Regions from separate parts of the Mus musculus genome. Here all the other regions are linked to region 2. Evidence: chromatin contacts called from public HiChIP or PLAC-seq and promoter capture Hi-C data. All regions are on one chromosome and are shown on one strand. Each heading gives the region's core, a stretch centred on a gene start, on an enhancer-like site or on the middle of the called end of the contact. The rest is flanking DNA. Distances are from core to core; before and after follow the strand shown.

What was found. Promoter capture Hi-C pulls out the DNA fragments that hold promoters and counts their contacts. HiChIP or PLAC-seq counts read pairs in DNA pulled down with a chosen protein or histone mark.
Region 1: an H3K4me3 HiChIP or PLAC-seq map of bone marrow-derived macrophages shows a contact between it and region 2, with 11 times the contacts expected there. The contact joins the promoter of Arhgef15 here to the promoter of Gps2 in region 2. A contact is called at or near these places in 1 of 39 promoter capture datasets (pre-B cells) and 1 of 115 datasets of contacts at active chromatin or transcription factors (bone marrow-derived macrophages).
Region 3: a contact with region 2 is called in an HNF4G HiChIP or PLAC-seq map of pancreatic cancer cells. The contact joins the promoter of Camta2 here to the promoter of Gps2 in region 2. A contact is called at or near these places in 4 of 39 promoter capture datasets (the HPC-7 cell line, cranial neural crest, embryonic stem cells and 1 more) and 2 of 115 datasets of contacts at active chromatin or transcription factors (bone marrow-derived dendritic cells and pancreatic cancer cells).
Region 4: a promoter capture Hi-C map of liver shows a contact between it and region 2, with 3 times the contacts expected there. The contact joins the promoter of Rnf227 here to the promoter of Gps2 in region 2. A contact is called at or near these places in 5 of 39 promoter capture datasets (hippocampal neurons, liver, pre-B cells and 1 more), 1 of 484 Hi-C or Micro-C datasets (embryonic stem cells), 1 of 115 datasets of contacts at active chromatin or transcription factors (pancreatic cancer cells) and 1 of 9 other capture datasets (adipose tissue).
Region 5: a promoter capture Hi-C map of liver shows a contact between it and region 2, with 2.7 times the contacts expected there. The contact joins the promoter of Pld2 here to the promoter of Gps2 in region 2. A contact is called at or near these places in 2 of 39 promoter capture datasets (both in liver), 2 of 115 datasets of contacts at active chromatin or transcription factors (bone marrow-derived macrophages and pancreatic cancer cells) and 2 of 9 other capture datasets (liver and pancreatic islet).

The regions. Positions count from the first base shown.
Region 1 is chr11:68,953,023-68,958,290 of GRCm38.p6, reverse strand. Arhgef15 (Rho guanine nucleotide exchange factor (GEF) 15) reads left to right here and starts at 1,404. Exons shown (of 16, transcript NM_177566.4): 1 at 1,404-1,445; 2 at 3,218-3,873; 3 at 4,129-4,479; 4 at 4,750-4,804. The coding sequence starts at 3,267. Gm32273 (predicted gene, 32273) reads right to left here and starts at 1,304. Exons shown (of 3, transcript NR_168013.1): 1 at 1,253-1,304; 2 at 487-897.
Region 2 is chr11:69,911,580-69,916,927 of GRCm38.p6, reverse strand. It overlaps Gps2 (G protein pathway suppressor 2), which reads right to left and starts at 2,908. Exons shown (of 10, transcript NM_019726.5): 1 at 2,495-2,908; 2 at 2,067-2,176; 3 at 1,883-1,995; 4 at 1,710-1,789; 5 at 1,538-1,620; 6 at 1,144-1,297; 7 at 974-1,063; 8 at 816-895; 9 at 635-730; 10 at 334-508. The coding sequence starts at 2,588. The coding sequence ends at 425. Neurl4 (neuralized E3 ubiquitin protein ligase 4) reads right to left here. Exons shown (of 29, transcript NM_001013414.3): 26 at 5,340-5,348; 27 at 5,074-5,186; 28 at 4,834-4,999; 29 at 3,104-3,801. The coding sequence ends at 3,597. Eif5a (eukaryotic translation initiation factor 5A) reads left to right here. Exons shown (of 6, transcript NM_181582.4): 6 at 1-216.
Region 3 is chr11:70,685,615-70,691,011 of GRCm38.p6, reverse strand. Camta2 (calmodulin binding transcription activator 2) reads left to right here and starts at 2,907. Exons shown (of 23, transcript NM_001190376.1): 1 at 2,907-3,126; 2 at 4,571-4,665; 3 at 4,846-4,949. The coding sequence starts at 4,635. Inca1 (inhibitor of CDK, cyclin A1 interacting protein 1) reads left to right here. Exons shown (of 7, transcript NM_001252484.1): 3 at 460-573; 4 at 790-829; 5 at 1,073-1,266; 6 at 1,868-2,027; 7 at 2,263-2,651. The coding sequence ends at 2,406.
Region 4 is chr11:69,339,437-69,344,295 of GRCm38.p6, reverse strand. It overlaps Rnf227 (ring finger protein 227), which reads right to left and starts at 3,500. Exons shown (of 2, transcript NR_027827.2): 1 at 3,238-3,500; 2 at 1,655-3,137. It overlaps Chd3 (chromodomain helicase DNA binding protein 3), which reads left to right. Exons shown (of 40, transcript NM_146019.4): 40 at 1-1,023.
Region 5 is chr11:70,537,656-70,542,786 of GRCm38.p6, reverse strand. Pld2 (phospholipase D2) reads right to left here and starts at 2,515. Exons shown (of 25, transcript NM_008876.3): 1 at 2,173-2,515; 2 at 1,833-1,942; 3 at 1,594-1,724; 4 at 1,348-1,490; 5 at 867-972; 6 at 721-786; 7 at 145-203; 8 at 1-26. The coding sequence starts at 1,941.

The sequences.
Region 1 (5,268 bases), core at 155-2,654, 960 kb after region 2:
TAAATGTTGAGCCTTCTCTGTAGCCCCCTTAGTTTCCTTTCTTTCACTCTGCAGCACTCAGATGGAACTCGGAGCCTCATAAACCACTTTAATGGGCTACTGCTAGCTCACACCTCCAGCCTGGATTTCCTTTCCTTTCCATTTTTTTCTTTTTTTCTTCTTTCTTTCTTTCTTTTTTTTTTTTTTTTTTTTTTTTTTTTTGAGACAAGACCTGACCAGGTAGCCCAGTGGATTGAAATTTTAGAGTAGCCAGAACAGACCTCTTTGAGAGGGTTCCTTCCAGCTGCCCAGAGAACATGAAGAAATGCTTCAGGGAGATTTCTGGGAAGATTTTCAGGCATTAGGAGAACTCCAAAAATCCTAAGGTAGGAATAGGCCTGAAGGGAGAAGCTGGGAAATAGGGCAGATTGTGTGGTCCCTTAGAAAGACTAGGTTTTTTGGCTTTCTGCAAGAAGGGGTTTAAACCATCTTTCAATACAAGCTTACCTGATTTTTCTTCCCAGTGTCTTGATGTGTGCCCACGGAGTAACATCTGACAGGAACTTGCCCCTGCAACCCCCACCAGTCTCCCTCCCTCCTTTCTCCCCCAGCATTGACTTCCAGGACATTCGCTGTGGGAGCTTCCCAGTGCAACACTGAGAGCTGGGGCCTCCCGAGGAACTGGGAACACAGAATAGTGAGCAGCAAGTCACTCTACAGATCCAGGGGATCCCCTTCCCCACCACCCTCAACACTCACAACCCTGGTCTGACACAATGGCTGGGTGGGGCCAAGGCACTGGCTTCCTCTGCGGAGATGGAAATCTGGGCCTTCAGTTCCCGCCTCAGAGACGCAGGAACAGTTATCTGGAGAGTTTGGGCGGCATTTGGTGCTCCGAAGGGACAGGGGAAAGATTTGCTGAAAACAAAAAAACGACCTCAAACCATAGAGGTAAATTCCTGGTGGGGTGGGGTGGGGCCTCTGCAGATGTGGGGGAGGGTGGAGAAGAGAGGATCCCTCAGTGCAAAGTGTGGTTGGCTCACACCAAGGTTGGAAGATGGGGACGTAGACAGTTGTGCAAGCCAGACATCCCTTAGCTAAGAGGGAGGCATGAAGATGGTCATGCCGTTCTGCCAGCCCAGCTTGCCCAGGGCTGCCCACCCTCATTTGAACACCCTCCCACACACACACCCGCACCGTCACACACACACACCCCTCCCGCCACGCAGCAGTACAGGTGAGGGTGCATCGGAAACTAGCCTCCTCTGCATACCTGCGTGCCAGTCTTCTCTAACCTCCAACATCTTGGATGCCGGATTCCTCACATCCTCTAGGCCCGGTGTGCGCATGTGGAGCCTGGTGTGGCTGGGGGTGGTGGTGTCCGGTTGGGAGGAGGATCGGATTCCTGTTTCCTGCCCCTACTCACTCAGCTCTCGGAGGTGACTGGGAGTGGAGGGAACTGGAGGGTAAGTGCTTGGGGTCCCCCGACTCTCTGGGCTCATTCTGGAGTGGGTAAGGAAGTAACATGCGGTACCCGGTATGGGGAAGGGTGGGTTCCCTGAAGGTGCAGAGACTGGGGAACAGGAGGCCAAGCTTGGGTAACCACACTGACTGGTTGGTTTATTGGCACCATGCAGGGGCCACTGAGTGAGCTGCAATCTAAGGGGTTCCTGATAGCCATCTTTTCTCAACTTAACCTGGGACTGGAAGGCTATGATTTCTGACTGCCATAGGGAATTTAGAGGCTCTCTTGTGTCCCAGCTCTTCTCCCCATCCTCCTGATCCTCAAGAGGTAGAGTAGCACAGGTCCCACCGTCCCTGGGCTGCTGGTTCTGTGCCTCAGCCTGAACTTGTAGCCACCTCCCTGGCATTAGACAGGACCCAGAGTCAAACTGGAGCCTCTTTCTATGACCAGACCCAGGTGTGGCAGGAATAAGAGGATGGGAAGCAGAAGAGACCAGGCTGGGGCCTCCTGGTCTCCTGGGGTCAGAGGCTCCAGGAATCTTCAGGGCAGGAAAAGGAGACTAAAAATAATCCGGAAAGGGAGAGTCCGGAGAGAGGAACTGGGAAATGGGAGGGGGGAGGAGAGGCAGCCAGAGTAGGGAAACAGTGATGCATCCCTCAGCTCCTGCACCACACACACACACACACACACACACACACACACACACTCACTCACTCACACACACACTCACACATACACACACTCACAATACACACTCACACACACATATACTCACACACACATACATACCACACACACACTCACACCACACACTCACACACACATACACACCACACACTCTCACACACACACTCACACATACACCACACGCACACACACAAACACACACACTCACATATACACACACTCACACATACACACCACACAACACTGTCACACACACACTCACACATACACCACACACTCACACACACCACACACCACACAAACACACACACATACACACCACACACACACACTCACACATACACACCACACACACACTCTCTCTCACACACACATACACACCACACACACTCTCTCTCTCTCACACACATACACACCACACACACCACACACACTCTCTCACACACACACCGCACACACCACACACACACACACACAGTGCTCGAACCACATATTTCTTGATGTGTCTGTGACCAGCCACGACTGACTCCACTCTTCCACAACACAGCTTCCCAGGGCACACTCAACTCTCACTCATCCAGCCCTGGTTAACAGCGCACACCCGCTTACATAAACTCCTACACACAGCAACTACACCAGCAAGGTGATTTCTCCTCATTGAATCTTGCTACCCCTGCCTCCCCATCCTCCCCAACGGCCTGTCCCTACCTCCCCCCCCCCCCCCCCCCCCGTCCTCTTGGCTTGACTGTGGCAGCAAAAATCCTAGAGAAGCTGGACATTGTGATACAGCTCCAGAGGACGGAGGCAGGAGGAACAGAAGTTTTGAGGCCAGTCCGGGATGCTGAATGAGAGATGCTGTCTTTAAAAAGGAAAAGCTGCCCAGGAAGGTCCAGGGGCAGAATGAGGAGGGGTGAGGGGTGAAGAGAGAAGACAGTAGAGATGAGAAGGGAGGGAAATGTATCAGCCTTCTCTCCTGACTTAAAAACAAAAACAAAACAAACAAAACAAAAAAACGTGGCTTCAGACAGCCTCAGTCTCTCCACCCAGGGGACAATAAGGGGCACTTTCTCTTTCCACCCTCCTCAGGGGATGACTTCCGCAGAACACCCCACTCCTTGGAAACACTCAGAAGACGATGTCTGCACAGTCTCTTCCTGCAGCAACGCCCCCTACCTTGAAGCCCCCTCGGATCATCCGCCCCCGACCCCCATCTCGGCATAGGGCTCCACACTCCCCGGGGCCTCTCCACAATGGCTCCTCTCCGAAAGCACTTCCTCAAATATCCAATGATGCATCGGCCTCAGTGTGCACCTCCATCTTCTGGGAGCCCCCCACGGCTTCCCTGAAGCCCCCTGCTCTTCTGCCTCCCTCAGTTTCTAGAACCAGCCTGGACTCTCAGACTTCCCCTGACTCACCTTCCAGCACACCGAGTCCCAGCCCAGTGTCCCGGCGCTCCATCTCCCCAGAACCAGCTCCCTGCTCTCCGGTGCCCCCACCCAAGCCCTCTGGGTCTTCCCGAACACCTCTGCCCTCGGGCCCTACGCCTCTCCAGGATGGCTCTGCTTCGGCCCCTGGCACGGTTCGTAGACTGGCCGGCAAGTTTGAATGGGGAGCTGAAGGCAAAGCCCAGTCCTCAGACTCCCTGGAACGGTGTTCCCAAGGGAGCACGGAAGTGAATGGGGAGAAAGAGACTCCCGAAGCCGCCCTTTCTGGGAATGGGTCCCAGGAGAACGGCACTCCCGGTAAGCATACGCACCCGGTGCAGCGGGGTGACCTCAACATAGCTTTGTTTTCAATGCTTAAAGACTTTAAAGGGCTAACATTTCTTCTAGTGTAGATTTTATGTATGAGAAATCTATTTTCTGTGTTTCTTAGAGTTTGCAGATAGTCGGGGCGCAGGAGATCTATAGATACCCGGGTTTGGTCCTTGATGTGGGACGAGGCAGGAATGAGCCAGGCCCCAAGAACTTCCTGCTTAGGCAATCCCTTCTTCACAGATGCTGCCCTGGCCTGCCCTCCATGCTGCCCCTGTGTCTGCCATGTAGCAAAGCCTGGCCTGGAGCTCCGGTGGGTGCCTGTGGGGAGTTCTGAGGACATCCTCAGGATCCCCTGCCGGGCATCCCCACTCCGAGCCTCCCGCTCCCGCATCAATCCTCCAGTCATCAGTCACCCTCCAGTTGTGCTCACGTCCTATCGCTCCACTGCCGAGCGCAAACTCCTACCTCCCCTCAAGCCCCCCAAGCCAACTAAAGTCAGACAGGATATCAGCACCTCTGAGGAGCTTCCACAGCCAGATCTGAAACTGCCTTCAGAAGATGGGATCCAAACTGCTACAAAGGCCTGGGAAGGTGGGGAGATGGGGCGGAGCCTGGAGTGGTAGGATCTCTGGGCTTTGGGAACACCGGGGTGGGGTGGGATGTGGGGTGGGGGATGTGGAGGAGGGTGGGATGTGAGGGGTGGGGATGGGGCTGAGTGGTCAGCTACACCCCTATCGCGCCCTGGACTCTTCCTTTTTCTATCCTCTGTGGCTCTGGAGTTACGGGAGTGGTATTCTCAGTGCCAGTCTTCACTAGGGCTGGGGCTCAGTGTCTGGAGGTCACTCTGGCTTCTCTCTGCAGGGGACAGACCTGAAGGAGCTCCTCTGAATGCTCCCCCTGTAGCCTTGGAGGGAAGGTACCGAACTCCCCACCTTTGCTCTCCCTTCTTGCCTCACCATGCTCTCACCTAAGGGCAGACTAACTTTCCGAGTTTGGATGAATACTACCTTATTCAGGTAGAAGGGGAAGAGCCGGGGCTCCAGACACAAGGAGCCCAGGTTTCTAATCTGACCTCTGTTCCTTATTAGTTATGCAACCTTAAATGGATTCTTTTCCTGGGTCTCAGAATCTTTCTCTAAGAAGTAGGGATAAGCACACTCTGTTCTATCGGGTTATCAAGGCATAGTAACCCAATATCGGGTTATGAAGGCACTCAGCAGATTGAGGCAGGAAAATTAGGAGTTGAGGCCAGCCTGGGATCTGTATCACAGTTCATATTCAAAACAACAGCAACAACAGACCAAAAACAAACAAAAGCAACAAACAAACAAACAAACAAAAGAAACAAAAGGCAGGGCCAGGTTCTGCTTAAATTTTCTT
Region 2 (5,348 bases), core at 1,659-4,158:
ACAGACTGGGGACCAGCCCCTTCCCTGCCTGTGTCTCTTCCCAAACCCCTGTAGGGGTGGTGAGAAGAGGAGGGGGGGAGGGGACACGATCCCTCCTCAGGCATCTGGGAAGGCCTTGCCCCCACGGGCTTTACCCTTTCCTGTGGGCTCTCTCCCTGACACATTTGTTAAAAATCAAACCTGAATAAAACTACAAGTTTAATATGAAGCCCCCAACTCAGTTGTTTATTTGTTGATTGAAAGGTACTTTTAGAATCTAGAAATGCTGAGACTTCATAGTAGCCTTTGTGGTTTAGGCAGTTGGATAGGAAGCAAATAAACAGCACTCAGGCATGATGGTGGGTACATTTTGTACATTTTATTGGTTTGGGGCACATAAGACCCCAGCCTGAGGGATGGAGGGTGGGCTGGAGCTCTCTGGTGGTTACTTGTGATAGAATCTTGGGTTCTGGCTGTGTTGGATGAAAGGGAGTCGGGGGCCAGGTTGGCTGGTGGTGGCAAAGCCTGACTGGTAATGATAAGAGTTTTATCAGTGGGTAGGTATTCCAGCACTCAGCACAAGGGGGAGGGGACAGTTACAGTAAGAGGTTAGTCTTTCCCTGGTAGTATATGTAGGTTTGATTGCCAGCCTTACCTTCCCTGCTGCTTGTATCTGTACGGGAAGCTGGGGGGAAGCCAGGAGTCCAGGGGCTGGATGCAGAGCTTGGGGGTGCATGGGCCGCAGAGAAGACTAGGAGACAAAGCTGACCTTAAAGGGAGGCATCCTGGGGCTCCCCTCATCTTAGCACCTTGGCCTCCCAGGACTCCATACTCACTGAGTCCGAGAAGCTGGTCTGCTGGTTGGCATGCTCCATCTGTTTCTGCAAAGAGAGGGTACTGCCGGGCTGGAGGAACCCTGAGGGGAGGAGAGTTTGAAATGAGCAGGTGGCAGTAGGACTCCTGAAGGTAGGGCTCCTGCCCAGGGGGATCTCACCTGTCTGAGTGGGCTGAAAGTGGCCATGCACTGCATAGGGTTGTGGCTGTGGCTGAGATAGGTACTGCACTGCAGGAAATGCTGATGGGGCTGAGGAAGGTGGGAGATGATCTGTTAGGGTTTGATGCTCTTGCTCTTCTTGCCCCTAGTCTGAGGAGAACAACACTCACCTCTGAGCTGCTGGCTAGGACTATAGGCTGGTTGTGTTGGCCCATAATGAGGTGGGGGCTGAGCAGTCCCATAAGCACCCCCTGGACTGCCTTGGAATTGTCCATGTTCTGGGGTTCCTGCAAAAGCAGCTGCTGATCCCACGTAGTGCCGGGTCTAAGGGGAAATGAAAGCTCACTGCTTAGGAAAAACCCCATATGTATATATATATGCCTTTACGCTCAGCTCCTACATACACATGCTTGGTATATTTGTTCTTGAATGATTGGGATTAACAGTACTGATCCACAGAAGGAGGAGACATGGAGTTAGGATCAGATTTCAAGACTAGTCTTGGCTAGTAACTTAAAAAGCCAGCCTGAAGAGTTAAAAAAAATCAAAAAACCTTTCCCTCACCGTAAGCACTTGTGGTCCAAACATCTGCTTGGCTCTGTCAGCTGCCATCAGAGTACCTGGGCGATTGTGTCCTCCAGGGCTCCCTAGAAAGGGGGAGAGGTTTCACGATGCTAAAATAGGCAGCGACCTCCTGGAGAACTCCCCTGTTAGGCGGTTTCCTCAGTCCTCTCACCCTGCATGCTGAGGAGGTGGGTTCCTGTATGAACCGTCAGGCTCTGCTGGTATGCAGCTGATGTCAGAGTGGTTAAGTCACTGGAGTGGAAGGAAGACAGGTCAGTTAGCCTCTTGCTATTAGATTGTCACCTGTGCCACTGCACAATTTTACTTTTAGCCATCTCATCACACCTCTGTTCCTTTCGCCTCCGTTTTTCTTCCTCATGCAAAACTTTCTTGAGCTGCAAGAAAAGCTGGTGCTTCTCCTCCTGTAGAGCAGAAAGCTTCTCCTGCAGCTTCAGGATCTGGAAGAGGGACGAGCAGCTAAAGCAGGGAAAAGAAGGCATCGAGAAACAAGTGTGGAGAGGCTACTTACCTGTTCCTTGGTCTCCTCTAGTGACATTCTCTCTTCCATTTCCTTTTTCTTTCTTCTCTCCTGCTCTTCTTTCATCTTCTGTTCCATCATCTTGTCCACCTCTTCCTCCTCTGAAGAATCAGAACGGGGAAGTGGCAAGGCGGTGTGAATAAGCTGAGCGTTAGACTGAAGACCAGCAAAAACCAGTTACTCCATCACAGCCACAGGGAGAACTTGGCTTCATTAGGTGCTCTCCAAGGTCCTTCCCAGCCCAGGGTTCTGGTCTGGAACTTAGACTGGGCCTCTTCACTCACACCCCGAAGGCGCCGCTGCCTCCCTCTTAGCCTCGCCAGCAGGCGCACAGCTGGGCCCGTGGATGGGGGCAAGTTCGTGGGTAGCAGGGCCACCCTGAGCCGAGTGTCTGTCCTCCCGCTCTGGCCCAGGCTCACCCTGCCGTTTGCGCTCCCGCTCCATCATGATGTGCCGGTGCAGAGCCCTGGCCATAGCGTTGGAAAGCTTGGGGCGCTCCAGGAGTGCGGGCATGATGCTGTTGGTGACGCTTGGGCAGTGGGCACCCGACTCTCACTGACTGCCAGACCTCAGGCGGGGCCTGCAGGGAAGTGGGAGCTTAGAGAGACTGCGACGCGCCGAAGCGGAAGCCCGTCCGCCGCCCGCTCGCCACTTCGATCACGTGTCCCGGGCACCAGCGTCCCTCCGGGGTCTCTGCCTCAGCGCCGGGGCGCGTGCGAGGGTCTTAGGCTCCGCGCCCCCGCCCCTCCCTCGTAGCCCTGGCGCCAACCCCCGCAACCCGCCTTGTCGGCGCTTTCTCCGAGGCCTTCGGCGCGCCTTGGCCTCTACGTCATATCCGGCGGCCAGGATAAATCCTTCCGGAGTCACGACGGCAAACGGCACAGCCGATTGGAGGAAAGGGAAGGCGGAAGCGCTTAGAGACGGGTGCCGGGATGTCCAAACTCCATGTGGATTTACAGAGCGGCCTGGGATGATAAAGCCCCTAGAACTCTTCACTCGCGAGGCCGCGGGAGACAGAGGCGGAGGCAGATGCTCTGAAGACAGTATTTATTGGCTCCTTAGAAATCAGAGTCAGTAACAACTGTACAGAGGCCCACAGCGTCCTCGGGCAGCCCTTCCTTTTACCCACTCCCTCCCCATGGCGCCCAGTGGCCACGGAAAAAGCAGCTTCATGTGGGCACAGAGAGACTCCTTTGGGATTCACAGTAACCAGAAACAAAAACGGAAATAAATTAAGTGATATGGGGGAGGGTAATAATAGGGAGTCATGTTCCCCAAGTCAGTGCATGAAGGGGGGACCCCGAGACGAGCTGGGCTCCCTCTCAGCAGAGGGAGTGTGCTGGGCCCTGAATGTAGAGATGTGCTTCACACCTGCTCTAAATCAAAGCCTGCCTACGTGCTCCTCCTTGCCAGGACAGCACTGGACATGCTCTCAGTCACGGGAATGAGGTGGAGGCAGTCGTCATTCAAGAGTCCTGGGCTTGAGGCCCGGCTGTGCTTGGAGTAGTGGTATGTCACCCCTTATTCCACTCGTACCAGCAGGGCATAGAGGAGTGTGGCTCCCTTCTCCTTAGTGACCCACTCAAGTTCCGATGGGCTGAAGTGCTGGTCAGGAAGTTCTCTGAGGGCCGCAGAGGGAGGGCCAGGAGTATAGGAGCCAGGGCGCACACACACCTGAAAGGCCACCTGAGCCTGGTGTGTCCGCTGGGATTTTGGGTCCCGGAATCTGTTAGCCAAGCAGAAACGAGAGAAGAGTAAGGCTCCCAAGGTCCATGACTGCTAATTCTGCCCCCTCCACCCAGGCCTTGCTGTTTTCTGGGAAATACTGTTCACCGTGACTGGCTTAGCACCAACTATTGTGTATGTAGTACTCTCCTCCCCTGGCCTGCTCAGCTAACTCCTCCCCAGCACTCTTCATGTGTTTATTTACCCTGGCACTCTAGTTCACGTCTTCCAAACACTCCAAGTGCACTTCTCATCTACTTCACCCACTTTTGGGAGACAGTATAGGGTCTCTACCAGGCTGGAGTCAACCTCCCTATAAAGGAAGGACAACCTTAAACTTCCGACCCACTGACCCTGCCACTTAGTGTTAGGACTCCAGGAATTTGTTACAATGCGCAAGCACAGTTTAGGTAGTACAAGGGGTCAAACCCATTGCCTGGTGCAGGATATTTTGAAAGACTTGGTATCCATACACATTCAGAAAAACAGGCCTACAGATGCACTCATCTAATCCACACTCAGCATGGAGATGGAACCAGGAACTGAGTGTTCAAGGCCGGCTTCAGATACAAACCAAACATGAATGTGAGGCCAGCTTGGACTACTTGACATCCTGTTTTAAGAAAAACAAAAACAAAAACAAAAACAAAAAAACCAAAAGGGGCTGGAGAGATGGCTGTTCTTCAAGAGGTCCTGAGTTCAATTCCCAGCACCGCTTACAACCATCTATAATGGAATCTGATTCCCTGTGGCCCATGTGTTTAATCCCAGCACTGGAATTAGAATTTCTAGGTTCAAGGCCAACTTGGTCTACAGAATGAGTTCTAGGACAGCCAGGGATACATAGAGAAACCGTGCCTCTGTGTGTGTGTGCGTGCATATGTGTGTGTGTGCGCGCGCATGCGTGTGTATTACGGGAGGGAAGGAGGAACAGTGACAGGTAAAGGTGCATCCAGGAACAAGCAGGGCAGGAAGGGTGCGGTGGGTGACTGAGCACAGCCCTGAGCCCCTAGTGCTCCCGGCATGTACTCACTGCACTTTGGAGGCCAGCATCTCTGCCCCGGCATACTGAAGGGAGGGGGAGAGCAGCACTGGAGGGGGCTGCTCTTCCCGGGGAGGTGCACAGTTCTCACCAGGCTCCTCAAATCCCACCCCAGGCTCTCCCTTCAAAGGTCGGCAGCTCAGGATGGAGGTAGTACCTGTGAAGAGACCTGGGTGAGGGCAGCCCCATGATTCCTCCCAAGATCCCTCAGCACAGCCCACTCCATGATACCTGCTCCCAACTCCCCTCGGTCCAGCACTCTCCGCACAACAGCTACACTGCTTCCATGATATGCCATGTGCCACTTCTTTGTTAGTGTGCCAGCTTCCAGATGGGGATTCACCCTAAAAGGACAGATAAGACCACCGAGTCAAAGGTCACTGGTTCCTCAAGGTCACCCCCACACAAGGAATGCTGTCATCTTGCCCCTCTTGGGACTCTTCCTTTCTCAGGGAAAACTGCCCAGAGGAAAATACATGCCTGAGGCCTGTATGTACCTAAGGTTG
Region 3 (5,397 bases), core at 1,658-4,157, 770 kb before region 2:
CAACCACATGGTGGCTCACAACCACCCGTAATGAGATCTGATGACCTCTTCTGGGCTGTCTGAAGACAGCTACAGTGTACTTACATATAATAAATAAATAAATCTTTAAAAAAAAAAAAAAAAAGAAAAGACATGGCTTGCAAGCACGTGGACAGCTGTATGGTCCCATGAAAAGAACCCCCTGAATCCAGTGGTGAGTAGATTCTCTAAGGCAGTGGTTCTCAATCTCCCTAATGCTGCAACCCCTTTATACAGCTCCTCGTTTGTGGTGAGCCCCAACCATAAAATTATTTTCATTGGTACTTCATTACTGTATATTTGCTACTGTTATTATCTATGGTCTTAAGAGACTCCTGTGAAAGAGCCATTGATGCCCCACCAAAAGGATAGAGACCTACAGGTTGAGAGCCACTGCTTTAAGGGATGATGCAGGCAAGAGTCTACCTTGTTCTCTCTCAGGTGTTCCAGAGTGGTCAGCCGATTTTCACCCTGCAGCCTGCCTCCCCAGAATCGCAGACCAATGCCTCAGCCGTATGGAGATGCCTTCTGGGAGAATCTTAGCCAAAGGTCTAGGTGAGTAGGAAAAACCAGGAACTGGAGGTGGAAAGTCGAGGCTATGCAGTTTTTAACGATCATAAATCCTTACAGCAGCGAGCCCTCATTTGGAAGTCATTTCACACTACTTGGTGCAAATTGTAGCTCCAACAGGTCGTTAGGAGAGTTTATAAGAGAAATGATATTTATCAGAGTGTCCTTTCTGACTCCAGCTCCTGTTTTTGTTCTTCTCAGCTCCAATTGGATGGTAGAACAGTACATTCCACCAATTCTGGTAGGACAAACTGCTTCTCAGCCTTCTGTTAAAATTATACCCACTGCCTTCCTATCCTTATTACCATTTCTCTCTGGTATTTCCCAACCAGTATACTAACCAGGCCCTGTTTTTATTGTAAATCAAGTATCCTGTTTTCTAGATCATACCTAAGCTTCCAAAAAACCCCAGATTCTCCAGCCCAAGTTTCCCTGAAACTGACATCTATCTATATTTAGCAACTATTCTTCCTTCTTGACACAGAGGGCCACTGATTGCTCCCGGCCTAGCCTGCACCCTCTTGAGGGGCTCCCTCCTCCTGAGAAGCTTTGGAGAAGAAAGAGAAAGAAGCTGCATTTGGAAAGAATGCAGAAGGGACCTGGAAGCATTCCAGCCCGAGTTAGAGCAGTTACTTATCATCTGGAGGACCTGAGAAGGCGCCAGGGAATCATCAATGAGTAAGGAGGCGTGGCATGGGCCTCTGCAAGCCAAGCAGGGATTAGAGAGAGGCAGCATAGTTAAGAGCTTTAAGAGAATTCATTGGCACTTACAAAGGAACCATGTCCTTGGTGTAACTGAAATATAATTTCTTTATTTTTTTGCATTTAATTATGTATATACTTATATAGTGCATGCCACAACATGTGTGTGGAGGTCAGAGGACAATTTATGGGAACTGGCTCTCTCCTTCCATCATTTGGGTCCTGACTTAGGTCATCAGGCTTGGTGGCCAATACCTTTACCTGCTAAGTCACCTTGCTGACTCTCAAACATGATTTCTATAGTATGGAAAGAAGCAATTGAGGGATGGAAGTCATATAAGCTGGAAGGCGTGACATGGCCCATGATTACAAGAAAGCACATCGTTAATTGGGGGTCACTGTTTGGCCCCTGGATCAAAAATTCTTGTCTGTGAAGAACAAAAAGTTGGGGTGAATTGAAGGTCAGTGGTAGCACCTGTGATTCTCAGCAAGAAGTGCTTCAGGCCAGGGGTGAGGGATGAAGAGACTGGAAGACTGACCTCCAGGCACTAGTCTCCTCCATCTAATGTCTCCACAGACTGAAGAGGGCCCAGTGGGGCAGCTCTGATGCTACACCTGAACTTCCAGCACTTGAAGAGGGCTTTGAACTCCTAAGCACTACAAAATACTTTGACGTGGAAGAAGAGAGGGCAACCTATCCACAGAAAGAGACTTATTCTGTCACTCCCAGAGATCAGGTAAAACTGGAGAGGAACACAGTAAGGTTAGGGAGGAAGTCAATTCATAATCAAATGGGGATGTGGCAGAAGCCAAGAGCCAGGTAGGATAGCTGGTTTAAGGACGAAAAGTGGTCAAGAAACTGAGCTTTTGAGGGTATGTGCCTGAATTTGGCAATTAAGAAATCTGGAGAGAGTCCTGTTTTTCCATTCTTGCTTTTCTTATCCCCTTGCTCTCAATTGCTCTCACCTACAGCTGCTTTGGACTCCCTGGACTCCTGTAGGCCAGCAGGGGACTTATGCCTCTGGGCAGCTAAGCTCTTTGACCTACAGCACTGCTACAGCCAGAAAGAACCCCGTTTACGATCCCCAGGCGATGGAGTTGGAGTCTGAGGAGTAGTGGGAAATCATCCAGGCCCAAGCTACGGGACCCAAGATCAATTCAAACATCAGGACTCCCTAGTGCTGGCTTCAGAGCGGATGTTTTCTATCTCTGTTGTCTCCATCCCATAGCGTAGGCATTCACAGCCCACTTGAGTTCCTATCTAACTGCCCAGTACACTCGCAGCCGGGTTTTTCTCTAGGCCAGAACCTGGTCTTGTGTTCTCTCTGTTCTGTTATTAAAGAGCACCAAATAGTCTTGTTTCTGTGCGAGGTAGTGATGGAAGGGGAATGAAAAGGCGGACTCCGTTGATTTTTTTGAGGATTCAGGACAATGAAGTTAGGCTAGGTCCCTAAATTTGCCGAGTCTCGCCCGAGGCCAGAAGAATTCTGCATTCTCAAGCACTCTCCTTTGCCTCCAGGGCTCTGGCCCTGGACCTCTGCCCACGCCCCATCCTCCTGCGCCCACAAGTCACGTCAATCGGCCGAGCTTCCGCCTCCGGATCCCGGTTCTCCTCAGCGCTATTGCCTCTTTAGGGACGGTCCAGCAGCGCGTCTCGTAGACTGGCCCAGAGTCCCAAGTGTGCTGACCCCAGGTTCCCTTCCCGACCCCCGTTCCCTTAATTGGGAGGCCCCGCCCCGTGCGCACTGACGTCGAACGCCGCTGTCAGCCGGCGCTAGGGGGGGTCGGTTTGGGGTAGAATGGCCGCTGCCGCCGTCACCCGCGGGACCCCGGGAGGTAAGAGCCAGGGCCTCTAGCCCGCCTCTCCGCCCCCGCGCCAGGGGGCGCAGCTCCACGCGGCCCGGGTGTGGAGCGCGGCGCTGGGGACCACCGTCCCTCCACCCCGTTTGCCCCCACCTCACCGCTTCCGTCCTCTTTCCCCGCGCCAGGGGGCGCCGCTAGGCGCAGGGCCCCTTCACGGATCAGAGAGTGCGGGGAGAGTCCCCAGACCCCCTCCCCGGTCTCCCGCACTGCCCCTTGCTGCCAGGTGTTCATGAACTCTGCTCAGCTGCTTCTCCAGAACATCCGGGTTTGCGGGCGGGACCCCCTCCCACCTCCGGGGTTCTCCCAGGACCCCTGCCCCCTTTGGGGAGAGCATCCCACCCCCGGCGACAGTCTTAGACCACCGCTCTCAGGCCCGCAGTCTCATCCGGCTCCAGCTCTGCACCCTGGCAAACTGCCTAGCCAGAGCTGCGCACCTGCACCCTGGGGTGGACTTTTTATCCCAACCCTAGCCTCTCTGCACACCTCCGATCCGATCCTGAATGGGCTTCCACCCCCTCTCCATCCCCGGACACCTGGCAGAACCCGCGCAGAGAGCCTCCTCCAGCTCCCATCTGTTCCTCAAGAGGGCGGAGGCTCAGGCTGGAGCCAGAGCAGTAGAGGGGATATGGTAGGCTGGGAGCCAGAGAAGAAGCAGAGGTTGGGGAAATAGGAGTGTTAGGGTGAAGTAGAATTCTAGCTGCAAAGAGGAAGCCGGCATGTCCCACCCGGAAGCTTACTCCAACATGTCTATTCCAAATTCTCCCAGCCCCTGACCAACCTGAGAGAGAGCACATGAGGTCAGTTATCAGCTCTACCCTTCCTCTTAGAAAAAGTCAGAGAGAGAAGGAAATTGGGGTGTGTCTTCAAAGGCCCAGCTTGTTACCGGACTTGGACTTAGATCTGCTTTCCTTCAGCATCCAGGTTTTCTTGCCAAGCCATCCTCCTCCTAGGACCAGAGCCCCAGCTCTCACAACTTGCCTACCCTTCCCTCTAGCCTTGCTCTCCCTTCCTAAACGTACCCTGAGTTCTTTTTTCTGTTTGATTTTTCCGTGGAGAAATAGATCTACTAACTGACCTCACCTACTCTCTCTCAGGTCGGTCAGGGCCTGTGAGAATCTAGGTTAGACATGCAGGATCCAGCTTCCTGCCCTAGGGAATGCTCCAGCACTGTGAGCATCCCCCACTCATCCCTTTCTTCTGAGCACCCTGTTCTGTCTTGTCTCCCCACTCATGTTGGTTCCTGGTACTATGTTCTTTCATCTCTGTTCTCTGGTTCTGCTGTCACATTCTAGTTCCACATTTTCTTCATCTTTCCCAGATGTCAGCACTGAGTTCTAAACCCCTTTTATCACACCAAGCTCCTCATCTTGGGTTAATGTGGGGGCTTCTTCCATGACCTTATTCTCTCCTTTTCCAGCACAGACTCCCCCTCCCCCCGGCCCCTCAGGCCGGGGGTGACCTGGCCCCCTGGAACCTTCACCATGAATACCAAGGACACCACTGAGGTTGCTGGTAAGTTCACAAAATGGGTTCTCAGTTTGGACACAGCCTTTTTTTGCTACTCTCTGGCCCTCTGAGTCTTTGCTCCCCTTGTCTCTTGTCCTGGTTACAGTTTCCCCAGGGTTCTGGATTATATTTGGCTCTCTTCCTCTGTTTTGCCTCTAACAAGGCTCTTCCTCCGGTCCCCTCTAGAGAATAGCCACCACCTGAAGATCTTCCTCCCCAAGAAATTGCTGGAGTGTCTTCCTCGATGCCCACTGTTGCCTCCAGAGCGGCTCCGATGGAATACAAATGAGGTTTTCTAGGGAGCTTGGGGGATTGGGACCCAGCAAACCCTGGTGGAATGGAGGAGGTGGAGTGCTATGTCTGTGGACACTGGTTGCTGAGCACTAGTCTAGGCCTTTCGGAGATTATAGAATCACAAAGTCTTGGACCTTATGGGAGTCCATTTCTCTTCGGTATAATCCATCCATACAAAACAACAGCGTAATATTTCTTCATATTGAGTACCATGCTGTGTATCTGACCTGTATTAGCTCATGTCACTCTAGATGTTAATGAAGAGAAAGTGATTAGTTTTGTTTCTATGTGTTAAATGCTTGGTTTTGGATAGGGTATCATGTAGTCCAGGCTAGTCACACACTTGCTACATAGCCAAGGATGACCTTAAATATCCAGTCCTCCTGCCTCTACCGCTTGAGTGCTTGGATTCTAAATGTGTGCCACAAAACGTAGTTAATGAAG
Region 4 (4,859 bases), core at 2,251-4,750, 570 kb after region 2:
TCAGGCCTTGGGGCCTGTTGCCAACCCTCCACCTTCCCCACCCCTTGGGCCACCACTGGGCTAGGAGCCCTTTTGCCCCTCTATAATGCCTCCCTTCAAGAGGACCCCTATCTCTCTCCACCTCCACACACCTTTCCCACCAAACCTTGAAGACTGTGCTGGTGTGAAGAGGTCTAGGTGGGAGATGGTTAACAGGGTCTTCCAAGTACCTGGATGCCCCACCACCAAATATACACAGCTTCCCAATAAATGATTGTCCGGGAGGGAGGAGGTGGAGCCTCCCAGGCCTTTCTTGTAGTATCACCTCCACCTCCTGCCAAAGTGGGGGATTAGCCTTGCCCGGCCTTTAGGAACTTCTATGAGATCATCAAAGAGGAGGGGAACCTTGTTACAAAGATGAAAATAGCGGGAGGAGGAAGGGAAGGGGGGGGGGCTGCATGGCACTTTTCCTCCCTCTTCCAAATGGAGGGTACAACAGCTACAAGTGAGAGAGAGCGAGCTGATTGCTGTTCACTGGCTCGGTTACCTCCTGTGTGTCAGCATCTTGCAGTAGGAACTGTTCTCCTCCCCAGGGACCAAGGACCACCCCACAGAGTAAGGGTTGGGTGATTCTCCCTCAAGCCAAAGAGGAGCTCCCCAGCCTGTTCTAGGTGACCTAGAAAGGGTGGGGGGAACACAGAGGGCCAGGCATGGGGCAGACCCCCACGCTGGGGCTCAGGTTTCTAGGGGACGAAATCCTCCCTCTTCAAGGCCTGGATACAGACTAAATTTGAGTAGGTCAGGCCAGGGACCTAGTCAGGAGCCTGTCTTGCCTGTGGGACCGAGCAACACAGTGGATATCAGGCTAGGGAGATTCGGGCACATTCCCCCTCCAAGGAGGGGCCAGGGAGTGGCAGTTTGCATGGGGAACCCCCATATCCTCCTTGCCGCCTTTCCCAGTCTTTCTCTCCCACTCCTGGTCTGTCCCAATCCCTTCTTCTGTATCAGGTTATCGGTTGTACATATAAATTATACTTTCCTTTCTGCGTGCTGTCATTTTTGCCTGGGGAGGGGAATTTTTTGTGTGGAGGTAAAGTAAGGATGACTGCTTTGTACTGTTTCATCTTAATAGGTTCCCTGGGGGCCCCTTGCATTGTTGTTGTTTTTTGTTTTGTTTTTTTTTTTTGAGACAGGGTTTCTCTGTGTAGCCCTGGCTGTCCTGAAACTCACTTTGTAGACCAGGCTGGCCTCAAACTCAGAAATCCGCCTGCCTCTGCCTCCCAAGTGCTGGGATTAAAGGCGTGCGCCACCACCGCCCAGCTACTAATCCCTTTTCTACTTTGTGACTTTTCTGCATTTTTATCTCTTGAATCATTCACCAGAATAAGACCTTTTTCCAGTATTAAGCACAGGATGAGCTCAGCACAGAGCTGGTGAGTGGTAGGATCCTTGAGGTCCCAAAGGCAGGTGCCAAGAGCAGAGGGAGCCGCCTGCCTGACACTGAAAGCCACCTCCCCAGAGTCAGCAGAGGTCACCACAGCACCACAGCTCCACTGTGGAGCAGACACCTTGTTTTATTTTGTTTTAAAGAACTGGGATGACTGTGGTGTCCCTGAACTGTTGGACAGAACTCCGTCTTAGTCAATAACGTTATTCAATAACAGTCTTTCACAGATTGAATGAGCCCAGATACTTTATTCTAGAGACTATTACATTCAAAATAAATTCAGCAAACATTTTTTTTTGAATACATATAACATTAACACTGCTATCGGCTCTGGAGATAGTCACTTGAAATTTATACTCTAGAAATACTCAAAACATAAAATAGCAGAAAATAAACATAGCATTCCCTTTGGCAACACGTATAGAGAAAACATACACATTCCCACAGATGCATGCTGGCCTCCAAAAGGGGAGATTTCAGCTGGAACCGAAGGACAGGAAAAAGACAAAACATTTTACAAATGGAGGTTTATACCCTAGAACTACATACATTATTTGTCATTAAAAACAAAATCTTGAAGACCTCTGAAAACTGAGGCCTTGTAAATTCACATTTGTAGCTCAGAAAAATTTTTCTCAAAAGAATGTCACTTTGGCACTTTAATGCGTCACTAGTGTTTTAAATGTTCCACCTACAGCTGATGATGCCATCTCAGAGTGACTAAGAGCTAAACCAGTGATTCTTAACTTACATACACATACCTGGGATTCTAAAACTACCGGGGAATGTGGACTGGGGTCCTGAAATTCTGCATTTCTAGCAAGCTGTGAGACCAACCAACACTGCTGGTCTTGATTTTAAGTCTACAGTAAGATATTTACAGGACTTTAGAATAGAACTAACTACATACAGTAAACAATGTCCCATTATGGGACACAAATTAAAATTATGTGAGCATCTTTTTTTTTCTTTTCCCCAGTATTGCTACAGAGTCAGTAAAGATAACAAAGGCCTAAATTTTGCTTCCTTTATCAAATGGCTCACCCATCTTTGATAAGCCTTTAATAAGGCCTCATGTAAATAAATGCCCCTTGGATGTTTTCATACCTGCCCTATCCAGCTGAAGGGAGGTTGTATATGCAAGATTCCCAATCATAAGCAGGGAGTCAACTCAGTAATTGCTGGAGCACGGTAACAAGAGTGGGAAGATGGCATGCCAGCAAACACAACCAGATAAGTGAGATTGACATGACATATAAATTAGCTTATCCCCTGTCCTGTCCTTTTTTCCACAGTACACATTGTCAACCACAGACCACTGCTAAAATTGGATCCTTTGCTTACACCACAGACTCTGAACAAACGCCAAAGCTTTGTTATTTTTTTTTTCTTCCTACATTATGGTAGGCTTTGTTTCTATTATCCCTTGGCCACTCCATCCTGAAAATATAATGCTGGCACAGTCTAGGAGCCTTCGCCGCTCAGAATCCACACCATCTAGGGTCCTTTCTGTTGAGCTCCATCTCCATCACGCATGTACCAATTCCAGCATCAGCCTTGATTTCCAGGTAGTCTTGACATCAACCTTTTGTGTCAGAGCACGCCTGAGGATGCTGCTCCCACCTGCTTTCTGCCATAGCTCTGGGGTTCCTTGGTTACAGCGTACAACGGGTCATGTGGGCAATGTCCTTGACCTCTGGACAGTAGAGCACTGGAGGAAAGAAGAAGGGTTAGTGGCAACAGGAGGATGCAACTTGACCCAGCATTCTTCGGTGCAATGTACCCAGTATCCTCCCTAGGCCGCCCCTCACCATTGCTAGGCAACGGACGCCGCAAGCGGCGTGCCGGCGCCAGGACCCTGTCCAAAATTCGGCGAAGCGCGCGCCAACCCGCACTTGGAGGTCCCGCCCCCTTCTCGCTCTCCGCTTCCCCGTCGTCGTCCTCTCCATCCTCTCCGCTGTCTTTGGCCGGGCTCCCCATCGGGTCTCCTTCACGCTCAGCCCGGGCTTTTTCCTCCAGCCGTGACCACAAGACAGGGTCTAGCGCGATCTCCGTGACGCCGCCGCGCGGGAGCGGGGAAGGCGCGCGGCAGAACGGGCACGTGACAGCGCGGCGCAGGCGCACCACGCGCGCGGCCGTGCGGCTGCCGTCGCCCCGCGCTGCCAGCTCGCGCAGGCAAGCTGTGCACAGCGTGTGGCCGCAGCGGGCGCGCGCCGTGCCAGGCAGGCGGCGGGGCGCACGGGCCCCGAGGTTGTAGGGTCGGAAACAGATGTTGCAGTCCAGCTCACCCAGCTCGGGAAGAGAGGGCACTCTCATCAAGAGCTGCATCGTGGTCACCGTGGCCCGAGGGCTTCGATCTCTAGGCGGCTAGGATACAGAACGAATGAGCCCTCCTTGGGCCAGGGCAGGGGCCTGGGGCCCGCGCCGCCGCCTCTGTCCCCTTTTAATAGTGAGGCCCCGCCCTCGAGGCGTCACGCGCAGATGGGCCGCTCCCTTCCGAGGCACGCGTTGGGGCGGCAGAGGCGCGAGGCTGGACTTGCGAGTGGGGATGCAGCGGGCTGAATGCCCAGGACAATGCCAGAATTACCCGAGGGAAGAGGGGGGCACGCTCCACCCACAGCCTCCATGGCGGACTCCTCACCCCCAGCAAAACACTAGCGCTGTCACTTAAACCTACCTGATGCAGGTGTCCAGGTCTCCTCTTGCACACAGTCACTAGCACAAGTCTATATGGCCCTGTTGGCCTATTTGTCACATGTTCATACTCTTTCACAATCCCCTCCTGCCCTTCCCCTCACAAACAGGCAACATATGCCAGGTTTACTGTTGGTTCTGCCCAGTTTTAATTGGTCTTCTGGATGTTTGGATTGTGCCCAGCCATAATTCACTCTGCCCTCGCCTCTCCTTTTTATACATGGCCTCTTGGGTTCTTTGGAAGGCTGGCTCCCTCAAATTCCTCCCCCTACCCCCTCTGAGAGTTTGAGTCCAGCTAACACCTCAGCACAAGGAGGGACCTAGATTCCAGGAGCATGGCCTTAGGAATGCTGGGAATCTTTTCCTTCCGGAGTATCCAGACTTGGACACCCACACAGCATGATGGTGGAAACGAAGCAGCTCTGCGTGACTTCTGACTCAGGGGTCTGACTTCTCCCACAGGTAAACAGGACGTGGTACTCACAGCCCACATTCCCTCACGGTGTGGCACCCACACCCAAGCTGCCTCCTCAGCCTCTCGAACCCAGGCTCTGTTGCGGAGGATAATAACACAGTCTTGACACAGCTGGCTCAAGAACAAATCCTAGTTGTGACACCCACAGACAAGTTACTTCATTTCTCTGGGCCTTGATTTCTTCATCTACAAAGTGTGGGTAATAATAGTAAGGATGGAAAGAGCTTGTGTTTGTAAGGTGCTTTAAATGGTGCCTGATGGTAC
Region 5 (5,131 bases), core at 1,266-3,765, 630 kb before region 2:
CCGAGCGCTTCCGGATCACCCCTTCCCTACAGGGACAAGCAAGATCATTGGGGACCCTAGGCACACTGTACCGAGTTTTATTTTCAAGCAGGAAGATGGAGACTTATGCCTGCTGAAGGCTGGGTAAGGAGTTCCCACACTCACAGTCCTTTGGAGCCAAGGTCTGGGATAAAGGAAAGTTGACTGACTTCCAGAAATTCTGTCTGCAGAGGAAGAAATAAGTTTAGGGGGAGACTTGGCTTTCAGCCTCCCCTGCCCTACTAACTCTGCACCCTTTGTCCCCTGGGGATCTGATGATCCTCATCTACTTCAAAAAACACAAGCATCCTAGGGTATGTTGGCACACACCTAATACCAGCACTTGGGAGCAGAGGCAGGTGTATCTAGGTCAGTTCAAGGCTAGCCTGGTCTACACAGAAAGTTTAAGGCTAGCCCAGGTTTTACAGTAAGACCCTGTTTTGTTTTGTTGTTAAGAATAAAAACAGGTGGGCTAGAGAGATGGCTCAGCAGTTAAGAGCACTGACTGCTCTTCCAGAGATCCTGAGTTCAAATCCCAGCAACCACATGGTGGCTCACAACCATCCCTAATGAGATCTGAAGCCCTCTTCTGGAGTGTCTGAAGACAGCTACAGTGTACTTACATATAATAAATAAATCTTTAATTAAAAAATAAAAACAGGAGGGAGAGAGAAGGATCCACCCAGGCATCCAGGACCTTACCATGGCGTGGTAATTGCGATAGAAAGACATGGTCAGGAGGCGGTTGAGGTAATTTTCCAAGTATTTCTGAAGGGAGACGGAAAAGAAACAGATGTAGCCAGAACCTTTTGCATACTGCACACCTTGCTACAGGACCTGCTGCATACCTGTTTGCTGGCTGTGTGTCTGGCAGAGCCCTCAGAACCTCCTCGGGGTAGGGAGGGTATATCCTCGGCGGCTGCCTCTCGGGCTGGAGAATGGGTCACAGCAAAGCTACAGAGATGAGAGAAGACTCAAGAAGGAGCTGGAGACGGGGCCTTGGAGGAAGAAAGGCTAGCAGAAGAAAGAAAGAAAGAAGAAAGGCAGAAGAAAGAAAGGGTCTCTGTCCTGGGAATGGAGACAACTGGGAGGAGGGGGTTGCTAAGGACAATTCTGGGCATCCAGCCTGGCTAAAATATTGGCACAGTACTATGGAGGAGATCCAAGCAGGGAAAGTTTCCTGGGAACCAGGGACAAGGGAGGGGGCACGGCACAGAGCTGAGGAAGGAAAATGCCCAGGGGATAAGAGTCAGACAGACAGGAGTGAGTGAGGCTGCCATGGGGTGAGAAGTACCTGCCTTTCACGGGAAGCAACCGAGTTCTACTCACCGAGCCAAAGGGAGCAGACTCATCAAGACTTTGTGTCTCTGGAGGTCCCGATGCAGCTCCTGAAAGTGTCGGAACTTCTTCTTGGTTGTCCAGGTAAAGTCACCATGCGTCAAGCGAACAGAATATAGAGTACAGGTTCCCACCTGGGGATATGAAAATCTAAAATATGTCTTCTGGCCCAACCCAGGCCTCCACTTGGGCCAGGACTCCCTCTCTCGCCTTCCCTGGTATCCGCTGGTGACTGACCTTGGATCCGCTGGTGTATCTTTCGGTGCCCACCACCTGGGCTATAACAGGGACCCCAGGGGCGAACACCAAGGGGTGTGCTTTCAGAGGCTGAAGGTCATAGATGGCCAGATAGGGATGCATTCGATCAGCTGGGAGGGGAAAAAAGCAAAACAAAAACAAAACAACCCAAGGGTGTAAAGATCTCAGGAGGCCTCAGATCCCTATCTCCCCTCTCTGGGAGCCATCTCCCTCTATACCTGGATCCTCTCCTTCCCTCAGAGTGTCAACCTCATCTGGCTCCATGTGCAACTGGCTGGAGTTCAGATAGTCCCCATAGGGAAAGAGGTTCTTCTGGGTTACAGTCATCCTAGGAATATGAGGAAGCCTCAGGAAGGGACTCGCCCTACAGAAACACCCCTTCCCCATCCAACGCCCCCGGTCGGTCCTCTCCCGTCTTACTCAGTGACTCTCAACGTCTAGGGTTGTAGACCGACGCCCCTCTAACACCCACCCCTGCAACCTCCATTCCCTCCCCCAGCCTTCAACCAGAGCCTCTCAGCCCCGCTTCTCATTCCAAATTCAGGTCCAAAAAAGCACCTAGCTAAGGTGGGATGGCCTCGAACTGGGGCGAGGTTAAGTCCAAGGGAGGAGCCCTGGTGACAGCGAGGCTCGAAGTCAGGTCAGACTGGCTGGAAGCAAGGGTCCGGGCGGGAATGAGGAAGTTGCGCGCTCCCCGCCCAGGAGAGAGATCCCGAAATCTGGACGAGCGGCTGAGTCAGAAGGCCGTTGCAGCTCCAGCCCGACAGCGTCCCCGCCCGGTTCCCGGGGCTCCGGACCTCAGCCGCGCCACGTCCCGGGCCCCCGCACCCTGGATGCGGACCCCGGCGCCCGTGCGGGTTCGCAAGCAGGCAGAACTCAGCCAGGAGCCTACACCCCAGAGGGCCGGGGCGGGGCCGGGGTTCAGAGCCTGCCCTCGGGGGGCGGGAAGGCCCCCAGGGCTCACCTCCACGACTGTCGCGTCGACTGGGTCCCGCCCCCGCCGTCCTCTGCCCGCCCTGCGTTAGAGACGCCCGGGCCCGGGCCGCCCACTCCGGAGGCCGCCCACTCCCCAGGGCTGTCTTCTTCCTCCAGCTGCCCTCGGGGCACCTGCTGGCTATGTCCAGCACCCCCCAGTGTGCGATCCACGTAGTGCACATTCCTCTACTGCGCGCGCGCGCGCGCGCGGCCATTGGGTAGTCTGGTCCCCAGCACTGCCTGGAATCCGGGCAGAACGGCCTGGGTTGCGAGGACCTGCAGATGTCCCCTTGGTGGGCCCGGTACAGATAGCCTTTGTTGATGGAAGGTAATAAGAGCATAAAAAGCCGAGTGACTGCCAAGTTCGTTGCTGTATGAGAAATCGCATTCTTCATTCTTGAAACGCTCTTTTAACGCAGGAGTGATTAGCCCGACACTGAGCGACAATAACAGACCAATTTCGGAACCTGGAACCTAATCGCCTGTAAATTTCAGTCTGGAAAAAACTTTTTTTCCCCAGATCCTAAAGGCTGTCCTTTTTTTCCCTTCCAAATTTCCGCTGAATCATCATTTGAATTGTTTTAGGTTTTGTTCACTGGAAATGAACCTCCAATAAACATTTATGTGCCAGTCATTTTTGTGGACTTATTATTTTAATTCCTCTTCTGTAAACAACTAGAGTGGAACTACTGGGTCATATAAGTGTATGTTTAACTTACTGTTTGCTGTCGAGGTCTGGGCTTGGCAGTTTGTAGCTCAGCAGCACAGAGAATTGGAGAGAGTATTGTGAAGCTTGGGCATTGAGACCAGCTGAGGCTACACAGCAAAACACTGCTGAAAAAACAAACCCCGGGGCTGGAGAGATGGCTCTGTGCATGAGCTGAGGACCTGAGTCTGATTCCTAGCACCCACATGGCTGCTCACCAAGCAGTCCCCAGGGGATCTGATGTTCTCTTCTTGCCTCTGTGGCCACTGCACACACAAAACATTTATACACACAAAGCCAAAATAGAGAAAACAATTAAATACAAAAACTTTCCAAAATGGCTCTTCTATTTTATATTTCTAAAAACCAGTGTATGGTACTTCTGTTGTAGCTGCTCCATAGCACGGTGCACATTCAATTCCATAGATCCTTCCTGTTATCCATTAGAGTGGTCTGAAAGGTTTACCACTGCAGTCTTAATTGTACATCTCTGAATATTAACAGCGTTAACTGTATTTCCTATTGTCTTAGTTAGGGTTTTACTGCTGTGAACAGACACCATGAAAGGCAACCCTCATAAGGACAACATTTAATTGGGGCTGGCTTACAGGTTCTGAGGTTCATTATCATCAAGGCCGGATCATGGCAGCATCCCAGGCAGGCATGGTACAGGAGGAGCTGAGAGTTCTACATCTTCATCTGAAGGCTGCTAGCAGAATACTGGCTTCCAGGCAGCTAGGATGAGGGTCTTATAGCCCACACCCACAGTGACACACCTACTCCAACAGGGCCACACCTTCTAATAGTGACACTCCCAGGGCTGAGGATATACAAACCATTACACATATGCTTAAGTATCTTGATAAAGTATCTGTTCATCTTTTCCTAATTAAAAACCTTAATACATATGTGCATATCTATATATTAGATAGGATACCTCTATGTCAGTGGTTTTTCAGCCTGCAGATATCCTGCATATCAGATATTTACATTACAATTCATAACAGTAGCAAAATTACAGTTATAAAATATCAATGAAAATACTTTTATGGTTGGGGCTCACTACAACATGAGGAATTGTATTAAAGGGTCACAGCATTAGGAAGGTTGAGATCCACTGCCCTATGTAGTCCTGGCTGGTCTTGAAATCACTATATATAGATAAGGCTGGTCTCAAACTCACAAGAGATCTGCTGTCTTTTCCTCTAGACCCTACATACACACACAAAGTATTTTTTTAAGTTAAAAAAAAAATCCAGTTGGGCAGTAGTCATTCATGCCTTCAATCTCAGTATTTGGGAGGCAAAAGCAGGTGGATTTTTTTTTCTTTTTTGTTTTGTTTTGTTTCCTTTGTATGTGCATGAGTACTTTGCCTGCATGTGTGTATGTGTGCCATGTGCATGCCTAATACCTGTGGAGGCAAGAGGACAGTGTGACCCTGGGACCAGACTACTTACAGTTGTGAGCTGTTATGTGGATGCTGGAGATCGAACCTAAGTCCTTTACAAGAGCAGCCAGTGTTCGTCACTACTGAGCCACCTCTCCAGCCCCTCAGGTGGATTTCCATGAGTTCAAGACCAGCCTGGTCTACAGAGCGAGTTGCAGGACAGCCAAGTTTACATAGACCCTGTCTTGACCCCTCTCCCCTAAAATATAAGCATATGTACAGAAAAATGTATACTCAGATGCTCAGAGCAGCATTATTGCTAACAAGCAGAAAGTGGAAAGGAGCCGGATGGTAGCAGTGCATACCTTTAATGTCAGCATCAAGAGGCAGAGGCAGAGACACAGATTTCTGAGTTCAAGGCCAGTCTAGTCTACAGAGTGAGTTCTAGG